2 separate regions of the Arachis hypogaea genome follow, and region 1 is linked to region 2. Evidence: chromatin contacts called from public Hi-C data. All regions are on one chromosome and are shown on one strand. The core of a region is the stretch at or near the end of the contact, and the rest is flanking DNA. Distances in the headings are between cores, read along the strand shown.

Evidence for each region. A called contact is a pair of places that touch in the nucleus more often than the background predicts.
Region 1: a contact with region 2 is called in a Hi-C map of leaf, with 1.7 times the contacts expected there. The contact joins the promoter of LOC112743474 here to the enhancer-like site in region 2. A contact is called at or near these places in 2 of 8 Hi-C or Micro-C datasets (both in leaf).

Annotation. Positions count from the first base shown.
Region 1 is chr14:89,986,995-89,991,861 of arahy.Tifrunner.gnm2.J5K5, reverse strand. LOC112743474 (phosphatidylinositol:ceramide inositolphosphotransferase 1) reads right to left here and starts at 1,840. Exons shown (of 12, transcript XM_025792686.3): 1 at 1,317-1,840; 2 at 1,090-1,179; 3 at 470-556; 4 at 286-354. The coding sequence starts at 1,355.
Region 2 is chr14:89,867,625-89,871,823 of arahy.Tifrunner.gnm2.J5K5, reverse strand. No RefSeq gene overlaps it. Among protein-coding and RNA genes, the nearest start is that of LOC112740446, 10 kb to the left of the region's middle. Within about 2 kb of position 2,328, at least 2 of the 3 cell types and tissues checked have open chromatin away from gene starts, as enhancers often do.

The DNA.
Region 1 (4,867 bases), core at 591-3,090, 120 kb before region 2:
TGTTTTAATTTTCACTGAGAAATTAAAATTGGACAAAATGAAATATATGAAAAAAGAATAGAACATTTCAGACGTTCAGAACAAAATTAGAATTTAACCTAAATATTAGAGACTAAAACAATACTTTACTCTTACATTTAAATATACCTTGATTTTTTAATATACCTAATAAAGAATAGTAAAAATGGCATTGAATTTGAAATAAAAGGAATGTTTCCTATTTCAAAAAACAAACACTAATTAGTTTTGAATGTAACCATTTGTGTTTATAGAGAGAAGACTTACCAAGATAAAAGATACGAAGATAAAGGTAAACAACGTTTCACTAACATAAGCTCTCTCGAGGCCAAGTTCCTGTGACATCAGCAACACCAAATTAGAATGGAATATTCAGTATGTATATATATATATATATATATATATATAGAGAGAGAGAGAGAGAGAGAGAGAGAGAGAGAGTACTACAAACCGGAAGAAGGAAGAATCCAGTATCCTGTAATGTAGGACCGGGTCTATGTAAATAATGAACTCCATGTGCAGCCAAACCATGAAGGTACTGTGTAAAATAAAAATAAAAAAGCTCAATACATATTTAGTTTTGGACATCAAATATTAAAAGAAAGTAATTGCGCATTTAAATTAGATTCTTTCTTATTTTTATTAAAAGAGAAATTCAAAACAGCTTGACAGATTCTTAAAGCAACTTTAGCGAATGAATTCCATTCATTTTTAAGAAGAAAATAATAATAAAATTATTGGAGTACATTAGTTGTGTGCCAATGATGAGCATTTCAAATGCGAGGGAACACAATTATGAAGAGAGGTTTCTGTTATTCAAATTTAAGGCAATTACGATTTCTACAATAACCGTAAATGACTTGGTTATTAAAGTAAGCACACCAATTGAAAAAGAAAAAAAAAAGTTCACACACAAAAACAAAACAAAAAAAAAAAAACACGTTTTTTAGCGTTCAAGGAACGTTGCCAGACTCTCCACAACCACATGCGATAACTACTCCCACAAATTAAATTTTATTTTTCTTTTTTCCTTAAAAAAGATGTACTTGATATTTTCATAATTCATGATACCTGACAGAAAATACCAGCGAGAAGGTACTTCCAATTATCGGCAAGGAGGATTCCCTCTGTAACTGCCTCCGCAGAAGCTCTCTTCCATAGCTACACATTATTCATACATTCAAAAACAACACTCATTACTTTCATTTTTTTTATCCATAATCAATAATAAAACATGATAACATAACAATAAGAACAAGCTACAATAAGCATTGAAAACACCGAACCAACCAACCTACCTTGGAAGCCTCGCGACCAATGTAAAGCGACATTTTCATCCTTGTCCTTGCTATGTAGCTTCTGGCGTTGTTATTGATGATTACGATGTTGTGAGCACCACTTCAATATTCTATTCTTTCTTTCTTTCTTTCTTTCCTTCTTTTGTTTATATTCCCACCACGAAGAAATGAGTATTATTCAAAAGAACACAGAGAGAAGAGGATTTGATTAAGACAAAAAAGTGAAGCCCAGAAAGATAAAAATGATAGAGAGAACCCAGAAGACGATTCACAAAAGAAACCAAGTTCCCCCTTTCTCCGAAACCGATCAAAGGGGTAGCTTGGGCTTTTTGCTTTCTCTGTATTCTCTCTTTTCTCTTTATCTATCTCTCTGGGTATTTTTCTTTTCCTTTTTCTGTTTCTTCTCCTTCTTCTTCTTCAATGCGTGAAATTCTAATTCTATTCTCTAATCTATTCTCTTCGAGTTTTCTCGCCTCGCCTTGACTATAATGCAACGCGAGATGAACACGGAGAGAGATAGTTTTGAGAAGACGAAGAGAAACGAAACTATATATAAAAGCAACTTCCTTTTTTTTGTTTTTTTCTATTTTATTGTTTATTAGGAGAAAAAAAACAAAAAAACAAAATACTAAAATAGAGGACTTTTTAGTTTTGGAGTTTGAATTGAAAAACGAAAAAACAGGGAAGGTGAGATTGTGGAGTGAGAAAGTGGGTGGTTTCTAGATTAGACATATATACTTTTCCTCCTTTGACCCTCCAAGTCGCAACCCTTTCTCTCTCCTTCTTCTTCTTCTTACTAAGAAACTCTCATTTATGGATAAAGACAACAATAGCCTTAATTGTATCTTCGTTTTCTATATATATCATTTTATTAAATACATAGTGTATTTTTCTTATAAATGTATATAAATAATTAAATACAAAGAAACAGTAATTTTAGCATGTTAATATATATTTTATATATACAACTGATTTTTTATGTGTGTATAATATAATAAAAAAATAATTTTTTGAAAATTTATGAATTTTTAGGAAATGGCTTCACTTTTAAGGAAAATTTATGCGTTAGCATTTGAACAAATCACCGAAAGGTTTTGCTTTTAAATTTTGAAAATAACAAATTTTGTTGAATTACATATAATGTAGAATATTTAACTAACTTTATACAATACTTACTATTAAAGATAGATTGCATTAATTTAACAAAACTATCTAAAAATGAGTCATTAATTGGATAGTTTTGTCAAAATAACCATATGAAAAATTTGATGCGCATTGATTTAGTTCATATTTTTTTTATTAAAATCTTATTTTTATCTTTTAAAGTCGTGAATAATAATAGTTTACTGAATAATTAACTCTTATCTTAACCTACTTTTCCATTTAATACTATCTATAATTGTACTAACATCACATGCAACATCCCCAAAAAAAAATATATAAAGTGATGGACAAAAGAAATAAAACTAAATACACAAAATATTGAACTAGCTTAATAGAATGTCCAATGTGAATTTGCGATAGTTTCTATAGGGGTATTCCTCAAATATAATGCAAAGAGATGAGATGCAAAAACTATGTTTTGATGCTCTTCTTTAAATATTGGAAATACAAAAGCAAAATAAAGCATAAACTACGAAGAGTTATTGATTGTTCTCATATCAAAGGGAAAAAAAAGGAAGCAGAAAGATTACTCGTGTTGCCACACATATATATATGGCGTGATCATTGTTGATTAAAAAATGTCCAATTAAAAATAGGTTCTGTTTGGTTAGATAATGTTCCTCGCTCAAAGGTTAAAATATAGGGGAGAGACAGAAACACATACACAAAAATATAATAAAAAAAAATATGGTGAAAATTTAGGTGGAGTTAATTTTATATGAAATTAAAAATTGAAAATTATTAAATAATTTAATAGATTTGATTAAATTATTATTTAATAATTTTTAACTATTAATTTCACATAAAATTAACTTCAGTTGAATTTTTACCAAAAGATAATTACATACTTGACAATTATTATAAATAAAACAATATTAAGAAAAAGTCTATTTTATCCTCAATTATAAAAAAATAGTATTATTTTATCATCTTCATCATTTATCATTCCTTTATCTTTTTTCTCTCTATCTAATTATTTTTTTTAGAAAAAAAAAACAAATTGCAGAACAAAAAACCAATTTATAATTCTATTTTTATAATCTAATAATAGATTCAAACAAAAAAAATCAATGCAAACATATAATTTTAGGGGAAAAATAAAAATAAAAAACTGATGATGAGTGGAGAAAAAAATAGATTTACAGGTCAAATGAAAAAAAATGGAAAAAAAAAAATAAATCTGCAAATCAAATAAGAGAAGAATGAAAACATCAGATTTGTAAAATAAAGAAAAAAGAAAAAGAAAGTCATTATAACAATCTCACTAATAAAATATCACACTTAAGTCATGGTGCTATTGACAATAAACACATTACGTTGACTTATGTTGTACATCTAAAATATACAAAAGTCTTTACTTTATTATCTTAGTGACTTTTTGTAATATCCTAACTAATGAATCTCATTATACTCCAGTTAAAACAAGTTATTAATGAGAGTATTACTATATATTCCTTAACTTGCAGCCCTACAATATAACTAATAATAATAATAATAACAATATGCGTCTATATAAAATTTCTCTTATCATCAACGTATGCATGTCATCGATTCAAAAGACGAATGACATTAATGAAGGAAAAACCAAAATCGACATGTTCACAAATAACATTTAAGCGGCAAGAAAGAAAATCTTGAGTGTTGATATAAACAAATATTCTTCGCATACAAGTCATTTACATAAACAAATTCATATAAGTTTTTTTTAATTTAATTTACCTCACGATGTCACTATCTAACCAACTTTTTTATTAAGGCGTAAGTATATAACTGTCTTTTTTAAAAGAATTTCATTTTCGAATTTTTCTCAACGTTTTCGATATACATTCTCTTCCATCTCTGCGTTCTTTGCGTTTCTTTTTGTTCGTTCTCTAGGTTCTTTTTCTTTGTTTTTTGTGATTTCCTTCGTTCTCTATATTTTTGAAATCAAACTCTGAAATCAGTTTTAAACAGTTATCTCATTGTTGAAGATAATGAATGATTTAAGTTTAGATTGTCAATTGAACCAGAACAAAGTAAATTATTGTTTTGAATCCAATTAAGTGACTGAGGTGTAGTTCGATTCTAGTTAAGGTTTTCGTTAGTAGTTGATAATTTTGTAGGTGAATAATATTGTTTTTATTTGTGAAAATTATTGTTTATCGTGAATTGAATGTAGTAAGAGTTTTGTATTAAAGAAAATGTTTTTATCTATTTGTAGCAAATTTTGGTATAAAATTAAGATATTTATGTGTATTGTTAAGAATTTTCGGTCTATAATTGTACTGATAAGTTATACATAATTCATAATTCAAAACTCTTTTTCTTCCTCCTCCTTATCTTCTGCTATTGCTTCTTCTTTTTCATTATCATCATCATCTTCTTTCTTTTTTTTTTTTATTCATCTT
Region 2 (4,199 bases), core at 1,079-3,578:
GGACAATTTTCAGTTCATTTGATATTATACAATGATTTTGTTTTGATAATATTTTCGATTCCGAAATTATTTAATGACGTGACCATAGAGAATCAGAATCAATAAAGATGTTAGAAAAATGTTGGTGTTGTTGGTGATGACTATAATGATAATGGAGGAAAAAGAAGAAAAGAAAGGAGGAAATCAAAGAAATTCAAATAAAAAAGAAACAGGAGGAGGAGGAGGAGGAGAAGGAAGAAGAGGAGATGGATGTGATGATATAGTCAGTGGCGGAGCTTAGTTCAGACAAGGGGGGCCATGGCCCCCCCAAACTTTTTATAAAAAACTTAGTAGTACTTTTTCAAAAGATAAAAAATAGTTCAATTGACTTAAATACTTTACTATGACTTAAAGTATCTAATAAGTTCAATAAACAACACTCTCTCTATTTTTAAGTTCAAATATAAAAAATTAGATCTTTTTTATTTATTTAATTTAATTTTTATATGATAAAAAATAATAGAATATTCAATAAGTATTAATATTATTGTATTTGTATAAATTGATAAAAAAATTCAATAAATATTATAAATTTTAATATTTGTCCTTCTAACTTCTTCTTTACATATTTTACAAGATATATATTCAAATTTTTATATAAAATAATAATGAAAAATCAAAGAATTGATATATTTTTTAAGAGGAAGACTAATATTTAAGAAAGAGAACATATAACTTTTACAATATCAACACCTGTAGATAGTTCTTCTACTTTAATGAATCATGAAGAAAGTGAGATATAACCTTCAAAAGTTCAAAAAGTTACATCCGATGACTTTAGCCTTAAGTTTTTGGAACGAGATCTTGAAAAACAGCTTTAAATTTGGCAATATCACCCAAACCAAAGAGATGAGATTAGACGAGCTTATCTTAAATGGGGTTCATATCAAAAATATTTTGACAATTATTTTCTAGCTGGCCCCCCCAAAATTTGGTTTCAAGTTCCGCCACTGGATATAGTGGTGGTGACGATGACCATAATGAAAAAAGATAAAGAAAAAGGAGAAAGAGAAAGAGAAAGAAGAGAAAAAAGAGGAAGACTTAAATGTGTAGCAGACCTCAAAATTAAAATAATTAATTAATTAATTAAACTCTAAATAAGTATGTCAAAGCAATGACAAAAATAAAAAAAATCAAGCGAACAAAAATAGAAAGATCTAAAAATAACACGTGCTGATAACCTAATAAAATTAGGTTATAATGTTGCTCATCTTCATCCTTTCAGTTAGCGGTAAGAATTCATATTTTAAATCTTGCTAGATTCAAATCAAATCTAAAATTTAAATTTAAATTTAAATTAAATTCAGTCTTAAATTTAGTTATGAATTAATTTTAAAAATATAAGTTAGAATACATATATAATACAACATTTTAATTACTTAGTATAATCATTTCTCCCTTTACATATTTACGTTTTAGTAATTATCTAAATTTTTTCTGTATTTAATTTGTTTAATGACAATTAATGTTCACAAGATTTCAGAAATAAATTTTGTTATACAAAATTTGTGTGTGTATATATGAATCACAAGATTATAGACACTACTGAATTATAAAATTTTTTCACTGTTATATTCAACTGAAATAATTTGGCTGGCTAGGAAAAAATGTGAGTTTTAATGCACTTTTTCAATTAGATTTAATTTGTATTATTTTATATCAGATATATTATATACAGTTTTTATTGTTCTTTAATTTTGTTTACAAATTTTAGAAAAGAAAGATACAGGCCACAATTAGGAGGGATTTGACGTCTCGATTCGTGTATTTTTTTTAAGAGAAAGAATAACTTATTTGATCACATGTTTTTAGTGTAAAGCGCACCGTTAATAACATTAATATTATGCTAAATTATACAATAAAAATATAAGTTTATCGATCTTTTTTTTTATGAGATAAAAAAAAAATTGAAAAAGGTAGGACTGATATTTTAAATAATAATAAAATAATTAAAATAATTATAAAAAAATTTATTTTTTTTTTATATTACGTCAATCTATACAGTAAAATGTCCTAATATTATACATTATGAATTTGTGGTCAATTTTGACCAACGTACCGAGATGCACAAGCTTCTAAAATTAAGTATCCCATAACGTAGGTTGTCAGTTTTGCTAGAGTGACATTGTTTAATTGTAATATAAAGTCTTGCAAAATTTTAAAAGAAAAAGAAGGAATCATTATTATACAAATATAATTTTCTGAGTTGGGCTAGAAATAGTATGAAAGCTTAATGGGCCGTTGGTTTTATACTTGGCTCCTCTTTCAAGAGAATCTACCGCCCAACTTTTGTTGTGAGCAACGTCCCAAGGCTGTATATATATATTTTTTTGGGTGACTAAATCTCAACCCAAGGCTGTATATGTTTTCCTCTGCTCTTTTATCTTTCTTTTAATATTTTATTTAAATAAATAATTTGTTGTGGTATTATCTGCTAACTATTAGTTAGTATAGATGATAAAATAATATTTCAAAATCAACTTAAAGTATATTCTTCAAATAAAATAAAAATATTTATGAAATTGTTCACAATATTTATTTATTTTTTAAGAACAAAATAAAAATTTTAGACTACTTGAATGAAAATTTTTTAAAGTAAAAAAGTTGGTAAAATAGTAAAGTGAAAAATTAATCACTCTTAAATTAAGATAATAGAACATATATTTTATAAAAGTTACAAAATTAATGGTAATTAACTCCCCATTTTACTACTTTACCAACTTCTTCACTTTAGAGAATCTAAATTCGGGTTACTTCACCTTGAAAAATACATAACTTGATGGCCACGATACGATGCTGAGTCGGAGGCAGTGAAAAGGTGCTAACTCTGGAGCGAATAGCCGGTGTGTTTCTCCAATATAACATGATACAATGGAGAAAAGAGATTTTTTTATTTAAATTATTTAAATATAATATTTACAAAAATGTGTAATTTATAGCGTATTTACGCATTTATGTTAACCTTATACATCCCGGATACAAAGGTACCAAAACCTAAAAAAACACAACTCAGTTATTCTATACCCAGGATACAAGCAATATTAAAATACGTGCACAAGTCGGGTGCACTGCATCCGAGATAGAGCCTTAAGAAATTTTATGGTACTGTACTCGAGATACATCCATAATAAGTATGGTGGCACTGTATCCGGGATACGTGCTTAAATAAATAGGGGTCTTTGAACTCTAGATACGAAAATATCTCTATATGCAACTTCTTGTGCAATCCATTCTACATCCATCTTTATGCTATCTATTCTTCCTTTCCTTCTTTTCAAAAAAAAAAAGGTTAGTAACCAGTTTTTTTTTTAATAGTTTATCATAATGGAATCATTAGAAATGGTGATGAGGGAGTAATATTTGAGTGCAATTCAACTGTGATACTGCGCACTTCCGTATTGATTCTCTAGATGTGCTTAAGAATGTTATCTTGATCAACATGGGAGCAATTAATCGGTTCGAAGGAGGTTAGCTGAGTAGCATATAGATTCATATCAACGCTGTCTAGTGGAGGTTTTAAAAAAATAGGACGTTTTGGGTTGAAGAAGATAAGCACGTCAGTATAATGTTTGATGTACATGGCAGACTAATCCGGTCGGGTGTCATCTGCAGTAGCTAGGGATCATCGTACGGTGTCCACCGAAACTGAAAACACGTATAATACTATATTTAGTACTAGAAGAGTAATTTGTGAATAACATATGAAGATTCGAAACATCATAACTCGTCAAACCTTAGGGCATCCATCCTACGCCGCAATCTAAGACCTCTGTCATGATGGTTGTCCTACCAAGTCATGCCAACCTAATAACCGAAAAAAATTTCAGTTAGTTTTTAATATTGCACATTCTTATTATTACAACAAAAATATTAAATAACTACCTTGAAGCAAGAGAAAATCTGAGAATGTTGCATTTGACAGGACAGAAAGTCGGGAACTTGTGGTAGATCCACGACTAATGGCACGCACTCGACAATATCCATCATATCCTGTCGGGCAGCGCTGCACAATGAATGATAGGTGTGAGACAGCATTGCAGAGCCCATGACAACCGTCTGGAACTATCAAAGTCCTCCAGAAGTGGCAGCCATCTGAGAGGGACAAAGTTGGTTGACTTGTTTATAAACAAGTATCCCCCGATCAACATAAGTAAGTAACA